7 separate regions of the Mus musculus genome follow, and all the other regions are linked to region 4. The links are chromatin contacts, called in public HiChIP or PLAC-seq and promoter capture Hi-C maps. All regions are on one chromosome and are shown on one strand. The core of a region is the stretch at or near the end of the contact, and the rest is flanking DNA. Distances in the headings are between cores, read along the strand shown. Region 1 holds the start of Cldn23 (claudin 23). Region 2 overlaps Mfhas1 (malignant fibrous histiocytoma amplified sequence 1). Region 3 holds the start of Eri1 (exoribonuclease 1). Region 4 holds the start of Leprotl1 (leptin receptor overlapping transcript-like 1). Region 5 overlaps Prag1 (PEAK1 related kinase activating pseudokinase 1). Region 6 has its middle 15 kb from the start of Gm45301. Region 7 holds the start of Mfhas1 (malignant fibrous histiocytoma amplified sequence 1).

Evidence for each region. Promoter capture Hi-C pulls out the DNA fragments that hold promoters and counts their contacts. HiChIP or PLAC-seq counts read pairs in DNA pulled down with a chosen protein or histone mark.
Region 1: a promoter capture Hi-C map of hippocampal neurons shows a contact between it and region 4, with 3 times the contacts expected there. The contact joins the promoter of Cldn23 here to the promoter of Leprotl1 in region 4. A contact is called at or near these places in 3 of 39 promoter capture datasets (cranial neural crest, hippocampal neurons and liver) and 2 of 115 datasets of contacts at active chromatin or transcription factors (astrocytes and embryonic hindbrain).
Region 2: a contact with region 4 is called in an H3K27ac HiChIP or PLAC-seq map of double positive thymocytes, with 8 times the contacts expected there. The contact joins the enhancer-like site here to the promoter of Leprotl1 in region 4. A contact is called at or near these places in 1 of 39 promoter capture datasets (the C10 cell line), 1 of 484 Hi-C or Micro-C datasets (CD4 T cells), 3 of 115 datasets of contacts at active chromatin or transcription factors (astrocytes, double positive thymocytes and regulatory T cell precursor) and 1 of 9 other capture datasets (adipose tissue).
Region 3: an H3K27ac HiChIP or PLAC-seq map of regulatory T cell precursor shows a contact between it and region 4, with 13 times the contacts expected there. The contact joins the promoter of Eri1 here to the promoter of Leprotl1 in region 4. A contact is called at or near these places in 12 of 39 promoter capture datasets (the C10 cell line, HPC-7-derived erythroid cells, cranial neural crest and 8 more), 1 of 484 Hi-C or Micro-C datasets (erythroblasts), 14 of 115 datasets of contacts at active chromatin or transcription factors (the 230-238 cell line, Th17 cells, double positive thymocytes and 11 more) and 2 of 9 other capture datasets (adipose tissue and liver).
Region 5: a contact with region 4 is called in an H3K4me3 HiChIP or PLAC-seq map of the 230-238 cell line, with 9 times the contacts expected there. The contact joins the enhancer-like site here to the promoter of Leprotl1 in region 4. A contact is called at or near these places in 4 of 39 promoter capture datasets (the C10 cell line, hippocampal neurons, liver and 1 more), 1 of 484 Hi-C or Micro-C datasets (B cells), 3 of 115 datasets of contacts at active chromatin or transcription factors (the 230-238 cell line, bone marrow-derived macrophages and microglia) and 2 of 9 other capture datasets (adipose tissue and liver).
Region 6: a contact with region 4 is called in an H3K4me3 HiChIP or PLAC-seq map of bone marrow-derived macrophages, with 6 times the contacts expected there. The contact joins the enhancer-like site here to the promoter of Leprotl1 in region 4. A contact is called at or near these places in 3 of 39 promoter capture datasets (embryonic stem cells, hippocampal neurons and liver), 1 of 484 Hi-C or Micro-C datasets (bone marrow-derived macrophages), 9 of 115 datasets of contacts at active chromatin or transcription factors (bone marrow-derived macrophages, differentiating embryonic stem cells, double positive thymocytes and 4 more) and 1 of 9 other capture datasets (liver).
Region 7: a contact with region 4 is called in an H3K27ac HiChIP or PLAC-seq map of regulatory T cell precursor, with 7 times the contacts expected there. The contact joins the promoter of Mfhas1 here to the promoter of Leprotl1 in region 4. A contact is called at or near these places in 6 of 39 promoter capture datasets (the 3T3-L1 cell line, cranial neural crest, hippocampal neurons and 2 more), 1 of 484 Hi-C or Micro-C datasets (uterus), 7 of 115 datasets of contacts at active chromatin or transcription factors (astrocytes, cardiomyocytes, differentiating embryonic stem cells and 4 more) and 2 of 9 other capture datasets (adipose tissue and liver).

The regions. Positions count from the first base shown.
Region 1 is chr8:35,825,055-35,828,214 of GRCm38.p6, forward strand. It overlaps Cldn23 (claudin 23), which reads right to left and starts at 1,505. Exons shown (of 1, transcript NM_027998.4): 1 at 1-1,505. The coding sequence starts at 1,278. The coding sequence ends at 388.
Region 2 is chr8:35,677,640-35,680,398 of GRCm38.p6, forward strand. Mfhas1 (malignant fibrous histiocytoma amplified sequence 1) reads left to right here. Exons shown (of 3, transcript NM_001081279.2): 3 at 1-1,810. Among named protein-coding and RNA genes, the nearest start is that of 1700015I17Rik, 40 kb to the right of the region's middle. Within about 2 kb of position 1,457, at least 53 of the 459 cell types and tissues checked have an H3K27ac peak or open chromatin away from gene starts, as enhancers often do. A contact at or near this core is called in double positive thymocytes and regulatory T cell precursor, where this site is marked.
Region 3 is chr8:35,494,055-35,497,199 of GRCm38.p6, forward strand. It overlaps Eri1 (exoribonuclease 1), which reads right to left and starts at 1,479. Exons shown (of 7, transcript NM_026067.3): 1 at 1,218-1,479. The coding sequence starts at 1,313. It overlaps Gm51568 (a long non-coding RNA gene), which reads left to right and starts at 1,472. Exons shown (of 2, transcript XR_003947532.1): 1 at 1,472-3,099.
Region 4 is chr8:34,145,446-34,148,478 of GRCm38.p6, forward strand. Leprotl1 (leptin receptor overlapping transcript-like 1) reads right to left here and starts at 1,294. Exons shown (of 4, transcript NM_026609.2): 1 at 1,240-1,294. The coding sequence starts at 1,255.
Region 5 is chr8:36,119,093-36,122,088 of GRCm38.p6, forward strand. All of the region lies in intron 3 of Prag1 (PEAK1 related kinase activating pseudokinase 1), which reads left to right. Among named protein-coding and RNA genes, the nearest start is that of Prag1, 26 kb to the left of the region's middle. Within about 2 kb of position 1,744, at least 38 of the 459 cell types and tissues checked have an H3K27ac peak or open chromatin away from gene starts, as enhancers often do. A contact at or near this core is called in the 230-238 cell line, B cells, adipose tissue and 2 more, where this site is marked.
Region 6 is chr8:35,392,951-35,395,701 of GRCm38.p6, forward strand. No RefSeq gene overlaps it. Among named protein-coding and RNA genes, the nearest start is that of Gm45301, 15 kb to the right of the region's middle. Within about 2 kb of position 1,356, at least 43 of the 459 cell types and tissues checked have an H3K27ac peak or open chromatin away from gene starts, as enhancers often do. A contact at or near this core is called in bone marrow-derived macrophages, where this site is marked.
Region 7 is chr8:35,586,279-35,589,214 of GRCm38.p6, forward strand. Mfhas1 (malignant fibrous histiocytoma amplified sequence 1) reads left to right here and starts at 1,511. Exons shown (of 3, transcript NM_001081279.2): 1 at 1,511-2,936. The coding sequence starts at 2,095. It overlaps Gm16793 (predicted gene, 16793), which reads right to left and starts at 2,742. Exons shown (of 3, transcript NR_040376.1): 1 at 2,560-2,742.

The DNA of each region.
Region 1 (3,160 bases), core at 255-2,754, 1.7 Mb after region 4:
TTCTCTGGAGACTGAAGCAGGGAGAAAAGCAAAAAACCTCGAGAATGATGTTTGTGAAGGCTCACGGTAACTTAGAATACTGTACGTTCAGGGACGTTTTAAAGCCTGTTGGCTGATTGCAATTTTGTTGCTACTGCGATGAACAGTATGCAAAGAAAACACTACGCACTCTTGTCACTGCATAAGAAGACCTGGTCCCTCTGGAGAGAAAAGTAAAACTCCTTAAAAGATAAATGAACCCAACCTAGTATTTGGAGAGGAGTTTGGCCCTAGAAAAGGAAGGCTTGCCCTCCAGTTAGAGGAAGGCGACCAGGGTTCTAGTTGCAGATGTACTGGCAGAAGTTCAAGTCACCCTCAGACTCCAGGCAGAGCTCAGGTGAACCCTGTCTACAGGTCGGAGTCACAGGGCAGCGAATTTTGGCAGGGCCGAGTGCTGCGAGAGGAGGAACCACCTTGGGAGGTGGCTGTCTTCTTTTCTTCTCCCTCAAGCACATCCATCGGGTTGGTGTAGGACTTGGGTGGCGGTCGTGGCATCGGGAATCCAACCTTGAGCTTGCTGGTGTCCCTGTGCTCTGCGGTGGGAGGAGGCCGATGCTGTCCGTCGCTGTAGTACTTGATGGCAGGTGTGAGCGCTGGTTCCGGCCAGTCCACGTAGACGGTGCTGATGCTGCTGCGGCGCGGGCCTGCTGGGGGCGCCTTGCGACAGCGGCGACAACGCTCTTCACACCAGGGCGCAAAGCTGAGCGCCAGAGAGAAGCCGCCCAGAAGCAGCAGGCAGCTGCCTAGGTAGCCCAGCACCAGGCTGTAGCTGACCTGCACCGTGACCGGCGAGCTCGGGGCGGCCAGGACGTCGGGATCTGACAAGAAGTGGTTATACCAGGAGACCGGGATGAGGCTGAAGAGGCCAGCGACGAAAAACACCACGCCAGAGAGGCCCGCTAGCCCGTAGTGGGGCTCATCTTGCCAACAGCGCACACCGAGGGAAGCCAGCAGCAGCCCTAGGGCGGTAGTGGCCAGTGACGTGATCATGAGTCCCCGGGCCACCTGCACAGGCTGGGTCTGGAAGTAGTTCCACTCGTCGGGCTGGCCGCACTCGCGTTCGCGACTGCTCTGCTCGCGACATATGTCCCACAGCCCCTGGTACAGCACCACGTCCACTGGCTGGTCCAGAAAGCCCTTCACCAGCCGCCAGCCCGGGGCCAGTGTACTGACAAGATTAAGCAGCAACCCGCAGGGCGTGAGCACCATGCCCAGCGTCATCACCACCGGCGTCCGCATCCTGCGTAGCCTCTTGGGTCCCTAGCAGCTGTGGCTGCTCCGCTGCGCACCCTGTCCTCGAATCTGCGAGGTTGCCGGGCTGGGTAGCAGCGATGCTCGCTGCGCTCTCTGGGCGCTCTTTGTCTCTCGCGCGGAACTGTCCCCACTGAGCCTCTCACACCAAGTCCCCTCCTCTCTCGCGTCCCAACCGCTCCGCCCTCTCGCCCAGCCGCTGTCCCTAATCGAAACCAGCTCCGAGTCCGGTCAGACCGAAACCGCGCGCCCAGGTGCGGCCCCCAAGGCCAAACCCTACCGGGTGGGAGGGGCGGGAGCGCCAGGGCCACTTGGCAAGGAGGCGACCTCGGACTCTGAGGACCCGGACACCCCACCCTAGCCCAGCCGCTCCTCCTAGCCCGGCCACTCCTCCCAGCCCGCCCGGATGGTTTAGGGCTCGAGCAAAGGTCGCCCCGCCCTCGCTCTCTCGCACTGCCTGCGCGCTTGTAGGCGGGACAAAGGGGGCGGGCCGCTAGTGTCGTCTCACCTGTCGCCTAGCTACACCTTCCCCTCTTCCCTTTCCTTCTCAGGTCCGGTCAGAAAGCAAAGCGTCCCTACACTGCCTCCAATTCTCCCCAACTCTGCCCGTGGGCCCTGCCAACACAAGTCTCTTTTCACTCCCAGCTGGTGACCAGCATCCCTCGAAAGTTTTGCGCTGCCATCTGCAGCCACGTAGGGCACAGTGGTGCGCTCAGGATGCACGGGACCTGTGTGCACCACGGTTTCCAGGCTCAGGGTGTATCCAAACAGTTGCATTATGGAAACTTTGCTAGACTTGCTTAATAAAGTCTCCACGCTCTGCCTGAAGTTTAACTCATATGAAAGGGAGAGTATTTCTGGGTTGAAGAGTTGCGAAAGAGTTTTCTCTTCAGTCTTGTAAAGTCCTGCAGTGACTTATGTGTGTGTGTTGGGGGGTGGGGGTGGCACCCTTCTCAGAGGAGAATGAGGGAAGGAACTAAATGGGGGTACTGGGAGGAGAAGGGGAGCTGTTTGGGATGTAAAGTGAATACATTTAAAAATTAATAACAAACCGTTTTTTTTTCAAGTGGATAAGAGGCTGACTCGATTTTCCCGTTCAGAACTTGGCGGGCCTATGATGTATTGGAGAAACCCAGAGGTTCTGCGAGGATGGAATATAATTGGTTATTATCCAAAGAATGTCAATTAGCTTTTTTTATTTTCATGGAAAAGGGCAAATTTGTAACCAATGAAATATAATTAGAAGGAGCACGATATTCACCTTGATTGGTTAAAAACGACAGCTTGAAAATCTGCATCGGCAAAGGCAGGAGCCAGTGATCCCTGATGTCACTGGTTTAGTGTGCAGCCTTTAATTAGCCAATTTGACAGAATACAATGTTTACAATCCACGTGCTTAGGTTTCTTTTTTAAAAGGTTTTTATAATGAGCGTATAATTACCCACAATAACGTAATATGTTTTGCTCATTGAATACCACCTACTTTGGCACTGCCTGTCAAACTCATCTTAACATTCCTGTTGGTCTAGGTATGAGCTGTTCACATTCTCCTTAAATACCTTTACATATTTAGAACATATTCACTTTATATTGGGCGAGAGTCATGCTTTTCCTTGAAAAATGCTTTCTTAACATATTTTTCTCTGTTCTATATATTTCTTACAATGGAAATGTATTTTTTATATAATTTGCTGTAATTAAAACTATTTACTAAAATCAGCCTGTTCAGTGCTGTAGATCATACTGCATCCCTGGAGAGCTACAGACTCTGGATCTTTCCAAACTCAAACTGACCGTTTAGCAGTGACAAGTGTGTTCCTTCATCCCTGAACCCCTCTACCTTCACAGGGTTAGCTGGATACTCCAGGTA
Region 2 (2,759 bases), core at 207-2,706, 1.5 Mb after region 4:
GAACAACTTGAGATAATCTGAGTTCAGTTCTAAATCTTGCAGCTGTTCTCCTGCTATGCACCCCCCCGCCCCCCCCCCCTGTCTCCCTGACCCCGGGAACAGCGTGCATGATTTTGCAGAGCCCTCTGTGAACCTCTCCATCTGATTGGTAGCCTTCCTGAAAGGAGCATCCTCTTTCAGGGCTCCATCCCTCATTGGCTGTTTATTCATGCAGAGCCACTTGGAGGAAGTCTGCAGCCAAGGTCCTAGTAGAACCATTGTTTTGAAACCTCTAGGAGGTTAAACACTTAAAAACAAACTCTACAAATTGCTCTCCAGTGTCCTCCTGGTTAGGGCCAAACAGCACGTGTTGCAGTAGAGACACATTCTCTGAAGACTGTAAAGGACTGTGTTTACATCCGCCTCCTCCGTGTGTTGACAGGAAACATGTCAAACTGACTGTTCCCCACAAGAAAAGTGTGTCAGCTCTTCTTACTCTGTCACCTGTATTCTAAAATATTGACTCCTAGAATGTCACAGCACAGGCAGTTGCCACGAATCTTTAAGAGGAAGGAATACAAGCAGGCGACTGCACTTCTTGAGGCGTTACAAATAAGATTCGTGTTGAATCTGTTCAGTTGACTTCCCTGCCCCCCGGAGCCCGTTATGTGGAGGCAATTTCTCAGAAATCAGAATCTAGTAGGGATTGTCTCTCTCTCTCTCTCTATGTTTTGAATACTTGAACATGACAAGTCCAGTTTAAAATGTCTTTTTCCTTTTAGGACACAGTTGCAGGATGGGTAAGAATCTGGTTGATCTCTTCTGTCATAGGTCTCATGTGTATGTGTGCAAGTGTAAACCAGAGGGTTAGCATTCCCCTTCCTTTGTAGACCACTGAATTATTGGGCAATAGTTTATTTTGTTGTTATTGGCTTTTTGTTTTTGTTTTTGTTTTTTTTTAAATTGGCACCAAACAGTTCTGAAACTGTCAAGTCAGCAAAGTTCAATGTCCGCTATGATTTTGGGTTTACTTCCCAGAGGGCCATGTCAAATCAGAAGAAGGCTCCTTGGGAGAGCATACCCTGCCCATGGATGCTCTTTTCATAAACACAGATGCCCATGTTCTGAATATCTGTTACTTTCTGACAAGTGATGTTGTGTGTTGTCATCTGAACCCTAGAGAAGCATCGTAGATGAGGGAACCTTGGCGGTCATGTATCGTGGCTAGGGTGGGCACGATCAGAGGGTCACGTGCCCGAGAAAGCTCCAGCAAAGCGTGAGAACTTGCCTCAGTGTGGGGGGGAAGGGCTGAGATACAGAAGCCACCTTGCCCCAGAAGAATTTCAGCGGCGGCTGTATGAGAAATTCTGTTTCCTTATTTCACACCTGGGAAGACTCAGCAGCCAGCAGCTGAGGGGCCATCCACTAAGCACAAGAGGAATTCGTTCTACCCAAGGAGCCCCGTGCCTCTCAAATGCGCTCCGAGTTTGTTATGGTTTCTATTCTTACAACTAACGGTATCAAAACCACTTCCTGGGATTGTACAAGTGCTGCCAGAATAAATGTTTCCCCCTTCTAAGGAAAAAAAAACAAAACAAAACAAGACAAAAAATCCGACAGTGCTCATGTTTGACGTGTGCGCTGGACTCTTTTGAATGAATAAAGAGGAAGGGCTTGTTGGGATTCCAGTGGAGTGTGTGTTTTTCATGCTGCAGTCTGTGAATTGTAATTGTGGTTTCCCAGTTCATTGTCCTAACGGGGCAGAAGTTAAAAAACAAAACAAAAACAAAACAAAACAAAAAAAACAATAAAAACACAATGAAATGGTTAAGCCGTGGTAGCTCCAGCATTTCATTATTTCCGGGTTGGTTTGGTTATTGGTTTAGTTTTACCAGTTAAAAGGAGTGGCAATTTTGTGTTCTTAGCTCAAATTTGAGCTACAGGAAGAAGAGTCTGCTGCTCTCATCTGTTTGAGTCCCCAAAGGGGAAAAAAGCTGTAAGAGCCACTGTTTTAGTTATTTTTCACTCCACTTACTTTATTTGTGAATGTGGGGGTGGGGTGGGGAGTGCCACAATACGCATGTGGAAGTCAGAGGTCAACCGTGGAAAGCTGGTTTGCTCAATTCGCCATCTAGCTCCTAGGGATGAGATTTAGGGGGGCAAGCTTGGGCCTGCCAGGTGCCTTCACCTACTGAGTCATCTCCCTGGCCTACGTCTCTCCCAAAACTCTCTTCTCTGTTTCGGAAGCATTGGCTCTGTCTTTTGGGACTGGGAGCTGAACCCAGGGCCTTGCATATGCCAGGCAAGTGCCCCACTACTCAACCACAGCCCGAGCCCAGTACCATCTGTCTGTTAAGTCAGATTTCTTCCCCAATGAGCCATTGTGCGTCTAAATTGGAGCTTACTGATGTGTGATGGCTTTGGAAGTTCCCACTCCCTGGGCTTCCTTTTTAAGGCTCAGCACAGGAATCCTGCCGAAGCTTGTAAATTCTGTCTAGGAACACTCCAGAAGGCTGGAATTACAGGTCCCTGAGGGACCTCTCAGAAGCTCCGTTCCTCTGTCTGTCTGCTTGCTTGTTTGTTTTAAAGGAAGATAAGACTTGAAAAGGAGCCGGGCAGTTGTGGCGCATGCCTTTAATCCCAGCACTCGGGAGGCAGAGACAGGTGGATTTTTGAGTTCGAGGCCAGCCTGGTCTACAGAGTGAGTTCCAGGACAGCCAGGGCTACACAGAAGAACCTTGTCTTGAAAAACAAAACAACAACAACAACACAAAAGACAT
Region 3 (3,145 bases), core at 229-2,728, 1.3 Mb after region 4:
TTTCAGGACTCTGAAAGACAATGAAGTATATTCAACTTCTCTTAGAAAACGCTCTGCAAATTAAAATTAGCTTTCGAACCGACTTAGATGATATTGTCAACAACGTATGTTAAAATGAAAGGGGCATCTTTCCAGAGAGGGCAGATGGAAGCGTCTTCAGCCTTCCAAAGTACCTACCAACAAAGGGAATAATCTGGAAAGATCCAGAGAAGCATGCTCCGGACAAGAGGAGCACAAGATCCTTACGTTACAAAACACTCCACGATAAAAGAACACAAGGAAGCCAGAGTGGACGAAGATGTGTATATGAACTGAGCAGAGGGGCAAACTGAAGAAGGCACGGAATGCGCAGCGCAACCTCGGCACAGACTGTCAAAAGGAAACTCTAGAGGCCTGATAGACAGCTTAACCATGAAGAACAAACTCTGCTCTTCCCCAAGACCCATACCTCCTTTCCTGGTCTTCAGAGGCACCTGCGCACACACACACATTTTAAAAAATAATATTTAAAAGGCTATTCTGGCTACTACACGAAGGTGTAAATGGAAAGAATAAAGGCATTGGGACGCCTCTATGGAATACCCACCTTCTGACATTTTGGTTTTTGAGCCTAGCCTTTCACACCCAAGCCATCTATCTCTCTACCCTGCCAATGAATGAATAACCTGGGTGTCAGTACTCAACTCCTCTTACGAAAAAGCGACAGAATTTAGCATCTCGCTCACAACCCGCGGCGCTAGCCAACACTAATTCATCAAGATGAAAAACAGAAGTCCGGGGATCATCTCCTGATCTTGCCCATGCCGTGAGGAAGTAGCAAATCACTTAGAAAGCCGGTCGTGGCAGGGTTCTGGGCGAGACAGTAGGGGACGGGGAAAGACCGGGGGAGGGTCCTCTCGGGAACAGATGCACCTCGGGGTGCAGAGGGCAGTGGGCCGTCTGGGGCTGGGAAGACACGGGCTGTCCGAGCACCCCGAAAGGCTTGCCGCCGCATCTGGCGGGGAGGGTGGGCGCTGGAGAGAACCCAGCCAATCAGCGCCACGGGGCTGATGGAACGGCAGTGCGCCCGCGCGCGCCGAATGTTTACGCGGAATTCTCACTCGGAACTTCCCGCCTGACCTCCTCCCTCTCGAGGCCGACGATGCTCGCCCCGACTAGGACGGAGCAGGGGAGCGAGCGAGGCCGCCCCGCACGCGCGCGCGAGCTCCCGACCTCACCTCCACGCTCAGCGGCCGGGACTCCTCACACTCCGGCCGCGGCGTCTTCTGCTGCGCCGCGTCGCCGCCACGCTCCCGGCCCCGCTCGTCCTCCATGCCGCCTCTCGCGGGCCGCGAGACGGCCGCGGACGCTCACTGTCGGTCCACCGAGACCCGCGGGAAGCCGCCTCGCTCTCTCCCTTGAAAAACTACCGCGCTTCACGTTCCCGCGGCGGCCGCCACACAAACTCCGCCGGACGCCTCCTACTTCCGGGAGCGTGTGGCGTTGTCACGCCGCGCAGGCGCAGTGGGCGGGTCCCCTCCTTTTTCTCCCCGCGCGCGCGCGGTAGGACGGCGGCGGGAGAGAGCCCGGGAGGCGAGCGATTTGGGGAAGTGGGCGTGGGTAGCCCGCAGGTTCGAAAATGGTGCTGCGCCGGTTGCCTGGGATGCGCGCGTGAAGCTGCCCTAATTAGTGTTTGCTGCAAGTTCTAAGGTCTTTCCTCCCAGTAACTCAAAATCTATTTACTTTTTTTCCCCCACTGTAGCAGAAGCTGCTTTGACAACGACCAGTGTAGTCTATGTATGCCCTTCTGCAGATGCGTTCCTAGGGTCTAGATTCCACAACGCTGAAATCTACAGGATTGCATCCTTTCCAATGCTGTTTGGCATTTGGGGACGTTTTTAAAAATCATTTTCATTCGTCTCCACCCCCCCCCCTTGTGTTTATGGGTGTTTTACCTGCGAGCATGTCTGCACCGCGTGTGTGCAGTACCCCAGGGAGGCTGAAGAGAGCGTTGTCCCTGGGATTGGAGTTAGAACCCAACATGGGAGTTGCCATGTGGGTGTTTTTGAGAGGCGAAGGAAGAAACTACCATTCCAACTTAAGTGTCTGGGCAAGATGAACTTTACTCTTTATCAAGCGGGTATGCTCGAAGAGTGAATACATACAAGTCAGGAAGTGTGTTTGGTGATTATTTTAACTTAGGGTGTGGCCTGTGTGTGTCTCTTCCTCCTGATTTGAGGTCCCGTTGTTTCACAGCCTGATTTGATTGGCTAGTCTGAAAAGAATTGGTGCACAGGAAGTGGAGGATGGGGAAAGGGGCCATTGGAATAAAGGAGCAGTTCTTTGAGTAAACAGTAGTTTTTCTGGATCTGAAGGATCGAAACATTTTCATTAAAAGTCTCACAAGGTGGAGGAAGATAAAAAGATTTCAATTCTTTGTCTTAAACCCAAGTTTTATAGTATCCATAGAAAAGACTTGTGGTGGTTTAAATATGCTTGGCCCAGGGAGTGGCACTATTAGTAGATGTGGCCTTGTTGGAGGAAGTCTGTCACTGTGGGCATGAGCTTTAAGACCCTCATTCATGCTGGCTGCCTGAAAGTCAGTCTTCTCCTGTTTGCATTTGGAGCAAGATGTTGAACTCTCAGCTTCTCCTGTACCATGCCTGCCTGGATGGTGCCATGCTCCCACTTTGATGATAATGGACTGAACCTCTGAACCTATAAGCCAGCCCCAATTAAACGCTATCCTTCTAAGAGTTGCCTTGGTCATGGTTAAACACTTGTCATAAGACAAGACTCTTACTTGGTATTTCTCACACACTGGCGATTGAACCGGGGTCTCTAAAAAGGCAGCCAGTGCATCTAACCATAAAAAGAAGAAAAATCACTTTTCCAGTCTCAAATTCTGCTTGCTTATTTTTAAAAATATTTTATGCTATTCCATGTATATGAGTATTTTGTCTACATGTGCATCTATGTACACTTCATGTATGTGAAGCGCCAACAGAAGCCAAAAGGTGTGAGACTCCCTGGGATTGGATTCGGATGTCAGCTGCCATGTGGGTGCAGGGAACTGAAACCCAGCCCTCTGTAAGAGTTCTGTGAAAAACGTCAATGACAGTAAGTCTTTCTCCTTTCCTATCTACATTTTGACTTCTGAGAAGAA
Region 4 (3,033 bases), core at 44-2,543:
GATGGACTACAAAGACAGAGGTGAAGGGGTCAAGTTCCCCGGCCTGGGAGTTAGCAGAAAATATAATGTATCACAGAGTAGCAGGCAACTGGCTCAAGAAATATGTAATGGTCTTTACAGCAATACTCCTTACTTAAGGGCAATCTAAAGGCCAACAGGAAGAAATATCTTGATAAGCAACCTGTAACTTTAAAAGGCACTGAAATCTTTAAAAAGTAAAATTACCCCCCCCCCCAGTCACTGTCACCAGGATTAACATTATCCAGATTTGGAGAACCATAAAAACTGTTTTCTTTTTTTAAAGAGTCCCTCATTAATGACACCGCAGGTGGGTAGAGAAACGCAGGCAACATCCTAAAAAGAACAGCACTTTACAGTAACTTCCATCCACGTTAGAACTTGAAAGGGTCTATTATAGCTCAAAAAGAGATCCGAAAGTGTCCTAGTTGCTCAGATGACAAGGTTCTATACGAGAAATAACATCTTTTTTTTTTTTAGGCACCGAAAATAAACAAGACACCAGAAAAAACGTGAACCAGGGAAAAAGCTCAGCCAAAGTCGCCCTTACCAGCGAGGTGGAAGCACCACTATCCAACTGTTTTTACTTCCAACTAGGTTATCTCTTCTACAAAGCAGGTCAGGAAATCAAAGTGATCCGCTGATAAGTAAATACAAAACTTTGCTTCTAACCCCAGGGGCAAGACTACTACTGAGCCAAGTTCCCTGTCTTCAAAGAATGCAACATCCCGTTCTCTCTGAAGAAAACACACCAATAGACAAGTAACCTTTCATCAAGGTGTTCGTTACCTTTCTTCTTAAAAAAAAAAAAAAATCACAACTACAAAGTGTCAACGTGCACTTGTGGGGGAAAGGAAGCCAGGAGCACTCTGGGTTAGCATCCGGGCTCTACTGCACCTTAAAAACACCAAAGATGCATTCGATTTAAGAGGCAGGGAAAGCCTGTGCACCGCGATCCCGGGAGCGGATGCAGAGCCCGGGTTTGGGAGACGGGCGCGTTCGTGCCTCGGGTGGGAAACCACACTGGTTTGCCGTGCCGGGCATTCCTCCCGATCGCAGCCCTCAATGTCTCTGGGTGCAAACTCGCGCAGACCGCGTCGGTGGCCGGGTTGCCCCGTTCTGGTCCAGGGGCGGAGCGCCACCGCCGGAGGAGCCCGGCTGGGTCGTCCCCACGCCGCCCCGCCCCATCCCTACGGCCCCGGCCCCGCGGCCCAGGCCCACCTTTGATGCCCGCCATGGCGGTGACGTCGCTCCTGGCTCCACGACCCGGGCGGTGGCCGGGAGACCCGAGACGCGCGGCGGCGGCGGCGGCCAGACAACACCCGGAAGTGCACCCCGCTGCACTTCCGCCGGCGGCTCGCGCGGGGGCGTGGGGGCGCGCGAGGCCGGGCCGGGCCGGGCCGGCGTCCTTCCTTCCGCGGCTGAGGGGGGCCAGCTGGGGACGTGCGGGGCAGCTCCGGCCCGGAGTCCCCGCGGTCTCGAGAAGAGAGCGTGCGGAGCTCGTGAAGATGCGGGCGATGTCTTTGCGGGATCGCCTCACTTTCTGCCCCGCGAGCCCATTTCTCCTCCCACCACCCAGTCTGTGACACGTGAGATGGGTGGTCTCTGCTTCTCTCCTTGGGTTCCTAACACAGATCCCATGAGGTCCCCTCCACCCCCGCAGGGAGTCAACGAGTCATAATGTGAACATAAAGATGCTTCCTCTTGGGAGTCGGAGAGCTTTTCAGTCTTGGTGACAAAAAGGATGGGGAAGTGGGGGGGGGGGCGCCCCGCAGAGATCCTATATATTTATGTAAGCTTCCCACATAGCATATGCTGGGGAACCGGGTAGGCGTTGGGATGAACAAAACCAGGTGTAGTTTCTGCCCTCGGGTTGTTTGCAGACTAGAAAGAGAAAATACTCAAAAGAGAACAAAAGTGCGACGAAGATAATGGATAGCAAGAGGGATCCATCTGCACTCCAAAATATACCACTGGGGCGGCGGAAAGATGACTGTAGCTGAAATCAATTTTAAAAAAGAGAGAGACATAGAAGGGGAATTGGCTGCGCTCCTTTTCTGTACAAAATCAGACCGATTTAAGTTTCTCCTTGTAAAGGTAGCCGGAACTTCCTTTCCTGTGTTACATGAGAAGATATTTGCAACACAAAATTTCCCATGTGTAAATATTTTCATTTCTGAGGAAGAGACAGATGTCTCTGTAAGCAGCCGCAATTGGAGTTTGTAGAAATGTTACAGAAATAGCCTTTATCTCCCTTAGTTTTCCCCTGAAAGCCCAAATTTCTTCCATTTAGTTGCTTTCCCACAGCGTATTGCCTTTTGTTAAAATGCCTTATGGGCTCCCAGACCTAGCCGGTTGTGTTTTCCTTTATTCGGAACCTTGCTAAGCCTGTAAAATACAGCCTGTAAAATACACTCTCCCCTTTAATAGGCCTTACAGCTGCTAATATGTAGGTCTCCTCTGTTGAATCTAAGAAGGCAGAGACAACCTCTATCCTAGAAATATCTAGGAAATAGAAGACATGGGAAATAGTCCTTTGGTTTGATCTGACAGGACTCTTTTAATGGAAAGACAAAGTTGGGTTGTTTGTGTGTGTGTGTGTGTGTGTTGGGGGGCAGATGGAACATGCTCTTTGCTAATAAATGGAACGGGAATTTGGAAAGCTGGAGAGAGGAGAAGCCAATGGGTTGGTCACGGTTGTAGGCCCTATCCGAGAAGTTTTGGAATCTGTACCTACACAGACTGAAAGGGAGTCGCCCTATAAGTTTATTGGGTGAGAACTGAAACTGGAAGCCAGGAGGACATGGACATACTAAGATCATAACAGGGAAAGCAGGCCTGGGAATTCATGGGACAGGAAAGACTATGAAGACAGTGTATCTCTTGTCTGAACCCCATAAAGCTTGGATATTTAACAGTGAGATGGCCTGGCTCTATTCCAACCTATCATAGGATTCCTGGGATGTGTGTCAAAGACCAAGGAGCCCCAATGAGGACCCAGCCCACTCCACTGTC
Region 5 (2,996 bases), core at 494-2,993, 2.0 Mb after region 4:
CATTCTCCCTGCATCCAACTTCCATCGTACAACTCCTCGAGGTGCAGTCAGCCATCAGCCGACTCACCAGTCTATAAAAAGATACTTAGCATTTTGGAGTCTAAATTTCAGGAGTCTGGTGGTAAGGAAACTAGAGCAAAGATTAAATATACATTTTACGCTATTACTGATTCTCTTGAATCAATTATGGCTTTCCTTCCACATTTTTAAAAGATTCGTTCTTACTTTTAAAATGAGGCTGTAAGGTTGTAACGTCTCTTGAGAATAGCGAGGGCATTCGTTCCACATGCAAATGAACAAGGCTGCATTGTGCGGATGTCATCTGACCACGGATGAAACCAATTTTCTATACTTATACATGCAAATAAGTGAGTGTGAAAGGTACCCCCAAAGCAGCCCGGTCCTTTGAGTACCTTTCAGTCCTTGGCACTTTCAAAATAACTCTTAGAACATCTTCACCAAGCAGCACGAATGGGGAGATAATCAAAAGCTCAAGGCCAACGTCAGTTAGGTAGCTTTTAGAGCTAGCTTGGAATACTCAAGACCCTGGTGTTTTGTTTTTTAATGCACCAAAGACAGTAACAGATTCTTTTTACATTTGTTACCAGCCTAATTGCTAATTTTTTGAGGAAAAAGACTATACAATGTATTGAAATGCAGGCTATTTTAAGACTATTGCATTTTGTAGATAAGAGAAAGTTTCCCTCCTTCAATCAAGAGTTGCCTGGCATTTCAGCCTCCGGCATGTTTTGCCACCAAGGATAATTCTGTCTTAAGGAGAGGGTGTCTTCTCCCAGATGCCAGGGAGATATTGAAACAGAGGCAGATAAACTGAATCAAGATATTTACTCTGTGTTCCAGCATGCCCTGCCTATGACTTAGCCCTGCAACCAGGGTCTGGTTTGGGTGTAGAAAAAAGCTTGTTTTACATGAAACAATTAAAATAATCTAACCAGGTTTATGCAGATATGGCCAGCCAGGTGATTCCCACAGTTCCATGTGAGTTCCAGAGAGAGGGGCTGCCTGAAGACTGGAATGTGGGGCAGGGGGTTGTAAGTAAGGGGAGCCAGTGCACACCTAAGGGTGGAAGGCTTGAAGGAGAAAGGAAAGCATTCCTCTCTGCCTGGACAGGGAGAAAGGAAGGAAGTGCTGGGCACTTTGGTGACCAGGAGAAGATGAATTTCATTTGAAAAATGAATCTATAAGGGGAAGGGGTAGTATATTGACCAAAATGGTGTACCTCTTTGTATAGGTGTGTGTGTATGTGTGTGTGTGTGTGTGTGTGTGTGTGTAGGTGGGGAGGGTTGTATTGTGAGGGTGTGGTTAGATGGAGATGGGGAGTGCATTGTGCAGACCAGGGGTCAGTACTGGGAACCTTCCTCTATTACTTTATTATTATTATTATTATTACTACTACTATTATTATTAATTATTATTACTTCGAGTCAGAGTTTCTTACTGAACCTGGGGCCTAGCTGCATTAGTTACATGTCTGTTGTTATGTTAAAACACCATGACCAAGGCAACCTAGAGAAAAAAGGGATTTATTTTAGCTTACGGTCCCATAAGGGTAGAGTCCATAGTGGCTGGTTTGGAAGCATGGGGCAGCGGGCCACAGGCGTGATGGCAGGAGTGGGCAGTGGAGGACTCTTATCTCGAAGCACAAGCATGCAGCAGAGAAAGCTAACTGGAAATGGCCTGCCTCCAGTGACATACTTCTGCAAACAAGGCCACACCTTCTAAACCTTTCCAAACCGCTTCACCCTCTGAGGATCAAGTGTTTATCTACGTTAGCGGGTCAGGGGGCATCTCTCAATAGAAGCACTGGCTTAACCATTCGCCTAGATCAGTGGTTCTCAACCTTCCTAAGGCTGCAATCCGTTAATACATTACTTAGTTTATATATTACTCCTTATGTTGTGGTGACCCCCCCACCATAAAACTATTAGGTTGCTAATTCATAACTATAATTTTGCTGCCGTCATGAATCATAATGTAAATATCTGATATGCCCCGAGGGGGGTTGTGACCTACAGAGAAAACCACTGAGTTAGGTGGTCTTCAAGCTCTGGAATCCACCTGCTTCCATTTGCCACTGCCCAGCATGGGGTTATAGACATATACCAGCCTACCCGACTTCTACCCTCTGGTGTTTTCTAATGTGTTTGTAGATATTAGAGGAGAATATTTCAAAATGAGCATGCCAAAGAAAGCCTGTGATTTGTTCTTCTGTCCCGTGCAAGTGACAGAAATATGGCAAGCAAGATAAAGAATCCCTGTGGGCACTCGGTGTAGGAGTCTGCATTCAGCTGTCGCAATGATAACATTGTTCTAGAAAGAGTCTGAGCCAGAATTGCAAGACGTTCTAACGTAACGACGTGGCTTGTGTTCTCCCTAAAATAGCTTGAGAAATATTTTCCTACCATTTGCAGGTTTGTCGAAGCACAGGGGTTATGCCGATCCCATTCATGGTTGCATCCTCCAGCAACACCCAGCACAGAGCAGGCAACGTGTGTGTGTGTGTGTGTGTGTGTGTGTGTGTGTTGTCAGGGATCTTAGAAATGCTACTGCAGATAGACAGCAAGGAGAATGTGTTGCAATTAACTCGGACATCTGAAAGAAACTCCAAAAGGGGTGTTTCTATCTACCAAGCAAATCTGAATGACTTAATTAATTTTCAGAGAGGGGGGGGCCTTAGTACTAGAAAGTAAGTAGAGAAACGTAATGTATTTTTAGAGCCGGCCAAAAAAGACAATTGGTGATTAAAGGCGCGGGTCAGAGGCAGAGCCGTCCCTGCTTTCCTGTGCTCCCTCAGGAAGTGCATTTTATAGAAAAGTCAGAGAGGAACTAAGGGAAGCGGAGCTGGGAGCTGGGGACTCACAGCAGTAGAAGAACGCACTCTGGACCACAGCTGGAGCTCCATGCTACCTGAAGTCACTGGCTGGCTTGAAGTCACTGGCCGGCCTGTCCCGGGGCTTGCCAGGCCACCCTGATGA
Region 6 (2,751 bases), core at 106-2,605, 1.2 Mb after region 4:
AGACTGAGGGATGACGAGGAGGAATAATACCTTCATTAGGTTCAGTGCTGGGGTGGGTGAGAAATCACTCCTTCCAGGGGGCTCACTTCCAGAGCCCCCGATTCATTTGCCTTGGTCAGACAGCTTGGTCTTTTTTAGACATGATAAGATTTTTTTTCTGATCTTATTAATAAATACCATTTTATTAGAAATTATTTTATTAATTTTAAGCTGGCATAAAAATCCATAGGTTTATTGTGGCATCTTCATCCATGTTTGTCATTAGACTTTACTCTCATTTCTTCTTTCCCCCCACTGACCTTCCCAAACTCCCGCCCATCTTTCAGTTCATTCTCTTCTGTCCAACTTTTCTTCCTGCTGTCGTGATAGACAGTCACTCAAAGCAGCTGGTGGAGGACAGGGTTCATTTGGTATACTCGTCTCAATCACTAGCTATAACTGAGGGAGACTAGGACAAGGACTCAGGCACGGGTGCAGTTAGGAACTATGGTGTAACACTGCTGCCTTTGGGTTGCTCAGCTTGCTTTCTTATAGAACCCAGAGGCACCTGTCCCAAGGTAGCAGTGCCCACAGAAGGCTGAGTCCTCTCACAACAATCATTAAATTAAAAAATGGCCCCACAGACACACCCACGGGCCAACCTGACGGTTGGCGATTCTTCAGCTGAGGCTTCCTCTTCCCAGGTCATTTTTGTTTGCGTCAAGCTGACAAAGTCTAACCAGCACTTCCTTCCTCTAGTTGGTCCCGCCCCCTTCTGATGCTCATCCCTTGCATTCCATTGCACTATCCCTTAAAATCCCATCGTACTCTAATTTTTAATAAATTACCAATCACCATTGGTCACTTAGTTATTGACCCCCATGCTGACATACCAACCCAAAGGCCTTTGCATCAACTTTAGAAACCAGCTCTGCACATTTGCAGCATACCCATATTAATGGGAATCCTGCAGGGTCTTTTCTTCAACCATCTATGACCTACTGCATTGAGCCATCATAACTTATATTTGTTTATGAGAGAGTGAGAGGAGGGAGGAGAGAGAAGAAAGGGAGGAGAGAGTAAGAGAGGAGAGAGAAAAAGAGAGAAGAGGGGAGAGGGGGAAAGATGGGGAAAGGAGGAGGGGGAGAGGAAGAGAGGAAGAGGAGGGGAGGGAAGGAGAGGGAGGAAAGGGAAAAGGAGAGGAGAAAAGACACTTTGATACAAAAAGCAAAGGAAACATTTTCGAGCAAAGACTCCCGGCACCAGTTGCTTCTCTGCACTGGAATGGCATCATTTCCTCAAAGGCTCTCTACTCAGGAAGTTCTCTGTCCCTCCTCACCAGCACAACGATGATGAAAGTGACTGTGCTGTGCTGACAGTGGCTGGGGCAAGAGAAAGTGACCAAAGCACTGGAACTGCTGAGCTCTGGCAGAGCCCATTTCCCCAGACAGAGAATACAGACATGCTGCACCACCCATTGTAACCTCAGTGCTGACCAGCAGAGAACACAACCCAGAATACCTGATACTCTTCCGATTGCATGTAGCAACGGAATACTTTCTTAAACCAATTATTTATTTATTTATTTTTATCAAAAAAAAATCTTTTCCATGAAACACATTTTTTGATCATGCTTTCCCCTCACCCAACTCCTTCCAGATCCTCTCACCTGCTCCCCACACACCCCACTCTCATCTTCCTTCTCTTTAGAAAAACTAGCAGGCAAAATTATACAAACAGCAACAACAGCAGGAAAAAAAAAGCCATAAAAAGCACAGAGATACACACACAAACAAAAATGAGCAAACCAGAAAAGGAACTGCCTGCCACACTTTGGGAGAAGGGACTGAAGCTCAAAGGAAGAATGCCGGGTTCAATCTCTGGTACCACAAAAAGGAGACACATTGCCTGACACGGGCATCACAGGAGACAAAGTGGCACACATTCCCCTCCCGAAGGCTCTTCCCAAGCTTTTTGTGTTCTAGAAACACAAGTGTGGGAACCCCCTCCTTAGAACGTAAGAATGGCCCCACTCCTGCTCCATGGGCTCCTCAATGCAGTTAGTGGGACACCCTCCCGCTGCTCCCTGGGCTCAGGAATGCAGCTGAAGAGTGTCCTAAAAAAGCAGACAAAAGCGAATTGAGCAAAACCTCTGCAGGAGAAAGCTGACTGACTCTGTACCATGCAAACACACTCTGGTTATGTTTCGACTGTAATAGCAAGGAATATTATCATCTCCTTTCTTAAGAATATTTCACAGAATCACGGTTGAACATCTTCTAGCTGTATGTATGTGGCTTTCATTTTACATTCACAAATTAAATTGCTTGGCAAGGCAGTTTCTGTATCATACTAATAACATTACATAAAAATAAAATTCTGGGTGCTTTGATGCGTATAGACAGAAAAGGCTATGCTGTATCAAGAAAAGAAACTATTTAGAATCCACCAATGGTTATTTTAATTCCCCCCCCCCTCCCAGATTATGCACACTTCACACTGTTTTGTACATGAGACTCAGCTGGGGATAGTTGGCATTTCAGTTTTAGAAATGAAACCATTACTGTGCACGCATTGTTGGTTCACACGCAGCTGGAAGGAATGATGGAGAGAGATTCCACTTATGTGCCACATTCTTACATTTGCTGCCAGCAATAGCTGCCAGAACCGTCACGCAAAGTCATAACCAAGATGGTGCCATTAACCCAGGTAGATAGAAAGTATTCTCACTGCAAACATCTGTAGGTCTTCAGCCTCCCTCACTTCCCCTTC
Region 7 (2,936 bases), core at 261-2,760, 1.4 Mb after region 4:
TATTCTTTCTCCTGATTTAACATTTTAGTTTTTAGTAGCCTGGCTTTCAAAGAACTCCACGTTCTTCTTTGCTTGAAGAAGTTAATGTTACCATGACCTCACACTTTAAACCCTCTTGCTTCATTCAGTCCCTCAGGTGCTGCAGTGACAGGCCTGCAGGAACATGCGTAGCTTCAGGGGCTCTTGTACAGGCTTTTCCCAAGCTTGCTCAGTATGAACTTTGCTCCCAGAAGTCACCTTGCCTCTTGCCTCACATGCTGGAAACCCTGGGTTCAAACTCTAGAACTGAGGAAAAAAATCACTCTAGCCATAGGGATCTTTCAGGACTTTGCAAGTAGAGGATTGTTCCTTGCAGGCAAACTCACCTCCTTTATAGCCGGGGTGATAAGGGGCATGCCTAAAAGCTGACAGGTCCCAGGCACTACTCAGCTCTCTTAAGCAGATAAACAAAATGATCGATTATCTAATGACAAATGGAGAAGAGTTTTCTGAAGACAGTTACAATGGAAGGATAGCTTGTTTGCTTGCAAATTGAGTCTAATTTGTGTTGCCCTTATTATCGTGGTATGGAGCCAACTGCTGGAGCTTTGGCAAGCTATCAGTGACCACACCCTCGATGAAAGTGACTGTCCTTTTCAACCAGTTGTTGCCTGTCGGTGTTCCTCAGATAAAGTGATTAAGCAACTGGAAAGGAGTGGTAGAGGTGATCTCTGCGGTCTTGACAGGTTTCACGGCTTTGATAAATTCGGAGATTACTTGAGTATAGATATGATCTCAAACCAACTTCCTCTCAATGGAAACAAGCCCACACTGAACCCTGCAATAGCGAAAATGTGTCTGATAATACGGTCATTTCTTTGAATCCACAGAATACGGGGAATGTCGGATTCAAGATGTAGCATGTTGCATTCGGCTGTGGCGCTAAATGGGATAGTACAGACTTAAGACATCTTGCATGGCCTCCAACCCCCAGCCACCCACAACAGGCCTGAGATGTGCTGGCTCAAACCAGGGGAGCTGAAAACTAGGCTTCGGTTGACCTAGTACAAATAGTCCCCAATAACTAACTTATCAAATGGATTAAAAGGTTCTTTGCTTTTCCCCCATCTGCCTTTTATAACTACCCTCTTGTTCTAAGCTCCTTGGACACCCAGGTCCTTAAATTCTGCCGGCTCTATAGAGGTGTGGATGTATGGCGCATGGGAAGGATGAGCAAGAAAGCCAGCTAAATCCTATGCTTAGGGATGAATAAGAAATCCTTAGAGGCCAGGACCAACAAAGAACCTGATGCAGGAGAAACCAACCCGGAGACCCCGGAGTCCCACATCAGCTTTGAGGACCGCATCTGGTGCGCCTGGCGCAGGGCGAAGTCCACGTCGCCGGCCCCACTGTAGCTGGACCCCCCAAACCCCAAAGCCTGCGCTTACTTGCAACTCCCGCCCCAGGGGCGGTGCCGGGAACAAGCGGCGCCTCCGCCGGTCACGTGGGGGCCGCTCCACCGGGCGGCGCTGTAGCTTCCCGATCGCGCTCTCCAAGCGCCGGGGACGCGGCGCTCGCGCTCCCGCCCGAGCCGCGGGGAAACGGAGACAAGGAGACGCCTTCACCTCCGGCTCCCCGGCCCTGCGCCCGCAGCATGCCCGCCGCGGAGCCGAGCGCCGCCCTCCTCCTGCAGCTCGCGGAGGTGACGCCGCCGGCCTCCGGACCGCCGCTGCGAGGGTAGCGGGGCTGGAGTCGGCTACCGAGGCTCGGCGAGGCGGGCGGAGCTGGAGGAGGAGCAGGCATCCTCCGCGGCGCGGCGGGCGGCGGCCCTGCTGCCCGGCGCGCCCATGGCCCAGGAGCACGGAGAATGCGAGCCGCGCTGCGCGGCCGCAGCCCAGCTCCGAGCCGCTTGCCCGGAGCCCCTCAAACCTGCCTGCGTCGCTGCCGCCCGCCACCGGCTGCGCTAGGACCCACGGCCGCCGGCCGCGCAGGGGTGGTGGCCCGGGAGCAGCGGGAGCTAGAGGGCCCGGGGGCTGGGCGCCCGCCGGAGTCCAGCGCGGCATGCAGCTGCGGGCTCCGGTACCGGCGTGAGGGTTGTCGGCGCGGGGCCCCGCCATGGCTGGCCAGGACAGTGGCAACCTGAAGACGGTGAGGCTGTGGCGGGACGCCGCCCTGAGAGCCAGGAAGCTGCGGAGCAACCTGCGCCAGCTCACGCTCAGCTGCCCAGGGGCCGGAGGCGACCCACTGGAGTCCCCCGACGCCCCCCAGCTGGTGCTGCCGGCCAACATCGGGGACATTGAGGTGCTGAACCTGGGGAACAACGGCCTCGAGGATGTGCCTGAAGGTCTGGGGTCAGCTCTGGGCAGCCTTCGCGTCTTGGTCTTGCGCAGGAACCGTTTTGCCCGGCTGCCCCCTGCGGTGGCGGAGCTAGGCCACCACCTTACCGAACTGGACGTCAGCCACAACCGGTTGACCATCCTGGGAGCCGAGGTGGTGAGCGCCCTGAGGGAGCTGCGCAAACTCAACCTGAGCCACAACCAGTTGCCAGCCCTGCCTGCCCAGCTGGGTGCCCTCGCCCACCTGGAGGAGCTGGATGTCAGCTTCAACCGGCTGGCGCATCTGCCAGATTCCTTCTCCTGCCTCAACCACCTTCGGACCCTTGACGTGGACCACAACCAGCTCACCGCCTTTCCCCAGCAGCTGCTGCAGCTGGCTGCCCTGGAGGAGCTCGACGTCTCCAGCAACCGGCTGCGAGGCCTACCTGAGGATATCAGTGCCCTGCGTGCCCTCAAGATCCTCTGGCTTAGCGGGGCCGAGCTTGGCACGCTGCCCAGAGGCTTCTGCGAGCTGGCCAGTTTGGAGAGCCTCATGTTAGATAACAACGGGCTCCAGGCTCTGCCCGACGAGTTCAGCCGTCTGCAGAGGCTCAAAATGCTCAACCTCTCTTCCAACCTCTT